Linked DNA regions of Macaca mulatta: region 2 is linked to region 1. The links are chromatin contacts, called in public Hi-C maps. All regions are on one chromosome and are shown on one strand. Each heading gives the region's core, a stretch centred on a gene start, on an enhancer-like site or on the middle of the called end of the contact. The rest is flanking DNA. Distances are from core to core; before and after follow the strand shown. Region 1 overlaps SLC25A26 (solute carrier family 25 member 26). Region 2 overlaps LRIG1 (leucine rich repeats and immunoglobulin like domains 1).

Region 1 (3,737 bases), core at 1,207-3,706:
CTAGCTGGGCGTGGTGGTGCCTGTAATCCCAGCTACTTGGGAGGCCGAGGTGGGAGGACTGCTTGAGCCTGGGATGTTGAGGCTGCAGTGAGCCGTAATTGTGCCACTGCACTCCAGCCTGGGTGACAGACAGACCCTGTCTCCAAAAAGAAGAAAAAGAAAAAAAAGAAGTGTGTTATAATCTTTGCTTCACATGGAAGAGACTATCTTGAAGTTCAAAAGTTCGTTTTCAGATAGATGAGATATAAGAGAAGTCTGGTTTGGGACACAATTTTCTGTTAGAGAAAATATAAGTGAGAACCTGCATACGTCTGCTCTGTGTCTGCGTTTTCTATTTGGAGGTTCTGGGATACTGAAACATAATAGTTAAATATTGCCGTATTTGACCGAATACTGAAATTCGTTGAAATCCCTCATGTTATTCTCAGGTAGTTTTTTGTTTTTAATTAGAGAGTGCAGTCTTCTTTATGACATACCAACACTGTTACATGTGACTTAAAGCTTTGGTTTTCACAGGTTCACAATCTACTTGGTGTAGATCTTTGAAGAACTTATTTTTAAGGCAAACTTAATGTTTCAAAATTAGTTAATTCTGTGGCGATGACTTGTGCCTTTGAGAAATAGCACCCATACTGTATATACACTCTGTACTTAGTTTCTTTCTAAACGTGTTACTTACTCAGATTTCACCTGGGTGCAGGAAAGAGCGAGGCAATAAGCCTTTTTTATTTTTCTGAGAGATACTGAATAAATGAATATATTTACATGCTGGAGAATACTGGTTTTGCATACAAACAGATAAACACATGATTGCAGCTGTGTTCTGTTCTTTAAAAAATTTGTTTTGACATATGTCATGCTAGTAATTAATTTCTAGCCTGCAATCCTTGAAAGTAGTGTGACCTTACTGAGATGACTTTGTTTACTCAAAATGGCAGCGTTTTGTTGGAAATTTAATTGAGGTCTTCTGCATTATGCGTATTTATAAAAGATCCTTCAGACTTGATTTTAGTTGAGGTGTTGCTTTTGTACAGATTCTCTGATAGAATGAGAGAAGAATTATTGCCGAATGAAACATAGCTGCTTCTCAAAATGAGAAAAATAAGAAGTGATAACATCTGCTTTAAGCAGAATTTTTTTGCATTAGGTTCTTACTTTATTCTGGCACCAATATAAAATCTTTTTGCCAAGAGCGTGTTTGTTGTTTCAATAAGAAAATACATAAAAACCTTAGTGAGAATCACCTGGAAACGTATATGTTTATTCTGTATGCAATTTTTTCCTTAAACTAGTTTTATCTCCCTAGCAGTTGCCCATTAGAATGAGATTGAAGTTTGAGTCCATGCATTATAAGATAGATTCTGTGTTCTTTAGATTGTGTGAATGTTGTCACACTTTTTCTTCCCCCTGCATTTGATGTTTGTGGGGATTGCATGCTTATCCCTTACATTCTCTGAAATTATTTTAGTTACTGTGAATTTTAGATGGAGTCTAAGCAAGGTCAGCAGATTACACTGTTTACCTCATCCTTTCAGTGTTCATTTTTCTCATGATCTTTGCCAAATTAAATGTGCTCAAGCATGCTGGTGCAGTGTTATTACTGCAGTAAGATGAAGGTGGGGAGCAAAATCATAGCTGCTTTCATAACCAGCACGATTTCAGATGGAGTTGGCCTGAAAATTTTATGGAGAGCAGCCTCATACTCTTGGACGTAAATTAGAAGGACTTTTTATAGAGGAAGAAAGCAGAGTAAAGCAAATTGTTTCAAAAGAAGTGGGAATCAGTTAAACTTAGCAAATGTTTTTTGTCCACAAATTTCACTCAGCAGTCCTTTTTGGAGTGCCTACTGGGTCTTGGGGCACTACAAGGAGCACTTCTGCCTGAAGGATTCACTTTCTGGCAGGGAAACAAAGAGGGAAGTAGACACTTTACAGTGCAGTGTCATAAGCACTGTAATGATAAGTATATACAAGATGCAGCTGGGGTTACAGAAGGAGCAATGCTTGAGTGGTGCTCAATTAGCATAAAATGACTTAATTGTTGAAGGAGTGGCAGTTAGAAGTAGTTAAGGATATAGGCAGAACAGCAAGAGCAGAACCACAAGGGTGTGAAAGTACATGTGTGTGGCTTGCTTGTTGAAGCAGAATTGGGGTTTTCATAACCATAGAGAGTGCAAGCCAAGTGAGGGCCTTCAAGAGAGCACAAAGTGGGGTATTTGCCTGGGGGAGAAGTTGAACCTCTTGCTCTCAGCTGTTTGCCAGGGATTGGAGTGGAGAATTTGGGAAACGCCCTTAAAAGAGCCCAGCATGTGTCCCCTGGAGTCTGGAGGATAAATTGCTGGTGTCTGACTCCTGTCTGCAGAAACCTGAAGGTTAGAAGCTGGTTGGAGCTGTCCCAATGGCAAGATGTAGCCATTTTAATAACAAGTAACTCCTGGCTTCTTTTTGGTAGATGCTCCTGAAGAGTTTTGAGATAGGTGAGGGTTATTCTCCCCACCCTAGTTTTGCTGCAGGCAGTCAGGCACGCCAAACAAGTAATTCAATCTGTTCAGTAAGTTCATTGAAGCCCCCAGTCTTTAGGTGCAAAAATCATCACTCTTACTAGTTTACTCAAAAGTGGATATAGCAGCTTTTCAGACTTGTTTTCCCTTAATATCCATGCTAAGCAGCAGGGATTCCCCTAAATCCAGTGGCTGGAAACGGGAACCTTCAGGAATCAAGCTTCAAGGACTGTCCTCCAAAGTCTCCTTCCCGGTTCTGCTGTCTGCCTGCTCAGTGCCTTCCCCCAAACACTCATGTTATATAAGTCTCCTTAGTGTTTTTCCAGAGCCACTCTATCCTAGATCTTCTGTATTTTTTTTTTGCTGCTTTCTAACCTACTTTATTTTGGAGATGATTTATATCACTTCACAAAGAGCACTGTCTTTTATAATGATTGCATAGTAGTCCATTGTGTAAACAAACCATAGTTTATTTAACATTTCCCTATTGGTGGACATTACAGACATGCTGCGGTGAGTGATACTGTTCCTGTGTCACGTTATACATGGTTGAATGTTTGCAGGTTACATACCAAAAGTAGAATTACTTCGTGAAAGGTATGGGCATTTGTAATTTTGGTAGATAATGCCAAATTGCCCTTTAGGGAAGTACCAATTGACACTTGCCAACAACGTAGGAGCTTTCTGTTTTCCCCTGCCTCATCTATGGACTAGCAGTCTTAAAGATAAAAAAAAAGATGTCATTGTAGTTCTAATTTTAATTACAAGTAAGAGTGGACATAGTAACATATATCTGAGAACAGTCTTATTTACTTTCCTGTGAACTGATGATTTGAAACTTCCCCATATTCTTGTGAGAATTAAATGAGGGGATCCAGGGTAAGTGCTTTCTATAGTGCCTGTCACATAGTATGTGCTCAGGAAATGTTAACTAGGAGGATTAGTACTCTGGTAACTGAAAGAGCATTAACAGTGAAGGACACCTGATATGGTTTGGCTCTGTGTCCCCACCTAAATCTCATCTTGAATTGTAATCCCCACGTGGCAGGGGAGGGACCTGATGGAAGGTGGTTGGATGGGCGGTTTCCCTCATACTCTTCTGATGATAGTGAGAGAGTTCTCACAAGAGCTGATGGTTTTAAAAGTGTTTGGCAGTTCCCCCTTCGTACTGTTTCTCTCCTGCTGCCATGTAAGACGTGCCTTGCTTCCCCTTTGCCTTCTGCCATGATTGTAAGTT
Region 2 (3,293 bases), core at 38-2,537, 230 kb after region 1:
GAAGTAGCAAACATTGGCCCAGCATGGTAGCTAATGTCTGTAATCCCAGCACTTTGGGAGGCCAAGGCAGGAGGATCGTTTGAGCCCAGGAGATCAAGACCAGTCTGGGCAACATAGCACGACACCATCTTTACAAAAAATAAAAACTAGCCAGGTATGGCCAGGTGCGGTGGCTCACGCCTGTAATCCCAGCACTTTGGGAGGCCGAAGCAGGCGGATCACGAGGTCAGGAGATCGAGACCATCCTGGCAAACATGGTGAATCCCCATCTCTACTAAAAATAAAAATAAAAAAAATTAGCAGGGCGTGGTGGTGGGCGCCTGTAGTCCCAACTACTTGGGAGGCTGAGGCAAGAGAATGGCGTGAACCCAGGAGGCAGAGCTTGCAGCGAGCCGAGATTGCGCCACTGTACTCTGGCCTGGGCGACAGAGCAAGACTCCGTCTCAAAAATAAAAAACAAAAAAAACAAAAACTTGCCAGGTGTGGTGGCAAGTGCCTGTAGTCCTAGCTACTTGGTAGACTTAAATGGGAGGATAGCCACCGCACTTCAACCTGGGTGACAGAATGGGACCCTGTGTGTGTGTCTCTCACACACACACACAGAACGTTTAAGTAAGTATCCTAGACACAGATCAATTTACTAATTCTTACCATCCAATGAAATGTAAGTTTACTCCCTTTTTGCTTCAATTAGAATAGAATCATGAACCTAAAAATGAGGGGTCTTAGAAGTTATACATCCCTTTACAGACAGGAAATTAAGTGACTAGCCCAAGGTTATGCTGCCAATCAGTGGCAGAGCTAGGACAAAACCCCAACGTCTCCTGAGGCCCAGCCATGAGCTAGTTTCCCATTCTACCACATCCCCACTTTCATGACTTTAAGAAAATTAATTTTTTCCTCTCAGGTAAATCATTTTTATGCCTCTTTGGTCACGCACCCCTTTAAGAAACTCCGTGAAAACGTGGTCTCCTTTCTGTCCAGAAAGACGTTCTGCGCACCAAGACTTCTCATAAAGTTTCCCCCAAGTAAATAATAAGGTCAGCAATCTTCATTTTAAGATAGTAAGGAACTGAGTATAATTTACTCATTTCTAAGTATTGTTTCAAATGCCCTTGTGAAAGAATCCAAAAATCTCCACAGAAGACTCTGATTTTTCTAATGGGTAAAGCACAGCCCTGGATAAGGCCAAACCACCCAAAGCGAAGAGTCCTACACAGACTCCAAATCTGAGAAAACAATCAGAGGAATTTGGGATGAGGCAGACCGTAGTGACTACAGGCCATGTCAGCTTGTTTTCTGGATCTCCCCTCCTCCAAGATGGAAGGAAACCCTGCTCCCTTCCAGCGGCAGCCTCTGCATCCATCACTTCATTGCATCAACAATCCACTTCCTGGAAGCAACGAGCTCTTCTGACTGTTTATAAGTTTTGCAAGCACTGTGAGCTTGTGTGCCAGAAACTCACACCAGCCCAGGTGGAGGGAGGAAACCACAGACACACAGAAAAATTCTTCTTAATTCAAAATAAAACGAAAACTAAGACGGAGGCATGATGCTGGGTCAAGGTACCACCACACTGCTAAAACCAGATGAAAGAATGGTGTTCTCCCAATTTGCAAAACAGCACTGAATTTCATAGTCTCTCTCAATACCAAGCTTTTCTGCCCCATAATTTTAAAAAATGCACTGGAGTGTGCTTCCACTTTTCTAAACAGAGAACCCACTGTAAATGGTGTCTAATCGGATATCATATAAATTTAATTAAGCTTCATAGATCCCACCAGTTTAACCTGACCATGTTGGACAGCTTTTAAAGCCACTGAACACTCCATAATCTACCTGGAATTTGATTTTCACAGATAGAAGATGGAAGTCACTCCAAAAACTAGGATAAAGTGAATGGAATTTGGAGGACTAGTAATTCCCATTCAGATTCCTAAATGAAGCTGCAGCTAGCACAAAATCCATTCTAAAGGAGCCCCCTCACCAACAAAGTACCAGACTGAGGAGAAATTAAACTACGGACTTTTATAAAGTAAAACAAACCTTTCAGCAGCTACTTGGAGAAAGCATTTTCAAATCTGTGTGAAGTTTAAATCAAGCACAGAGGGTTCCAGGAACCTAGTTCTTTGCTTTTTGAGGATTTTCTTACAGGCTGCCTCTAACTCTATTTAAAGCAGCCTCAAGTAGCCACAGCTGGAGGGTCAGGCCTTACAAAGTAAACAATAGTTAACTCAATTCAGACTCATGACTTAACTACAACCAATGGCTAATTATTCCTCTACTAAACAACAGTATCTGAGACATCACTTTTTAAATGATCTAGTCCATTTCTAATTATGTTTGTTCACTAATGGATTTTAATCAACAATTAATAGCCTGGTAGAAACCACCCAAGTAAGAGCTATGGGGAGAAAGTGGAAGGTTAATCAGAATTGCACATTCTGGCAAATGAGCGGCACAAAAGAGCTTGCTAAACACCTCCTACAAAAGAAAAAAAAATCTGTATTTTGAGAACATACAAATTAGGGTGCACACAGTATGTGCCCAATAAACATCTGTAAATATATAGCTTACCAAAACGCCCTTTGGAAAAACACAGTTAAAATGAATGCCAATTTTTTCAAAACTTCCAATTTCTTAAAACCACCCTACAGTAAATAGTATGGTATATAAATTACATCTCAATAAAGCTGTTAATTTAAAAAAAAAAACCAAACTATACATTTGCAGATAAAATGATAATGTCTTTATTTCCAAAAAAATAATAAATAACATGGAAGGGCAGAAGCATATTGGGAAATAGATCAAATAAGACAGTTGATGATTGTTGAAGGTGAGTGACAGGTACCTAGAGTTCATTACATTCTGTCCACTTGTGTAATATTTACGTTTCTCCATAATCATAAGAAAAAACACTCCATAGCAACAGAAGTGAGTTAGTTTATTTAAACTACCTGGCTGCGTATCAAATGTTCCCTTAATTCAAAATTTTTTCTAAAAACTATGTATTTCAGATCATCTCACAAGAAAAAGAAGCTGTATCTGCAACAGCCTGCTTCCTAATCAGTTGTAAGTTTTCACTAAGCAGAGCCCAGCCTGTTAATTTCTTGTTATCCAGCCCAAAGTGCTAATGCTTGAGAGACAAACGCTTTCAAACAAAAGAGCACTGGAACTACAAGATTTGAAACAACAGCAAGATTATCTATCCTCCAATTCAGAAGTGTTAAGTCCTTCTCATTGTATCTAACAGGTTATCATCAGGTAGGTAATCCGGAAGAAAAGAATTTCAG

The links. A called contact is a pair of places that touch in the nucleus more often than the background predicts.
Region 2: a Hi-C map of blood shows a contact between it and region 1, with 2.9 times the contacts expected there. The contact joins two enhancer-like sites. A contact is called at or near these places in 3 of 14 Hi-C or Micro-C datasets (CD4 T cells, blood and fetal cortex germinal zone).

The regions. Positions count from the first base shown.
Region 1 is chr2:129,808,420-129,812,156 of T2T-MMU8v2.0, forward strand. The region is part of intron 5 of SLC25A26 (solute carrier family 25 member 26); the gene reads left to right. Among named protein-coding and RNA genes, the nearest start is that of SLC25A26, 47 kb to the left of the region's middle. Within about 2 kb of position 2,457, at least 5 of the 40 cell types and tissues checked have an H3K27ac peak or open chromatin away from gene starts, as enhancers often do. A contact at or near this core is called in blood, where this site is marked.
Region 2 is chr2:130,039,999-130,043,291 of T2T-MMU8v2.0, forward strand. All of the region lies in intron 1 of LRIG1 (leucine rich repeats and immunoglobulin like domains 1), which reads right to left. Among named protein-coding and RNA genes, the nearest start is that of LRIG1, 10 kb to the right of the region's middle. Within about 2 kb of position 1,288, at least 6 of the 40 cell types and tissues checked have an H3K27ac peak or open chromatin away from gene starts, as enhancers often do. A contact at or near this core is called in blood, where this site is marked.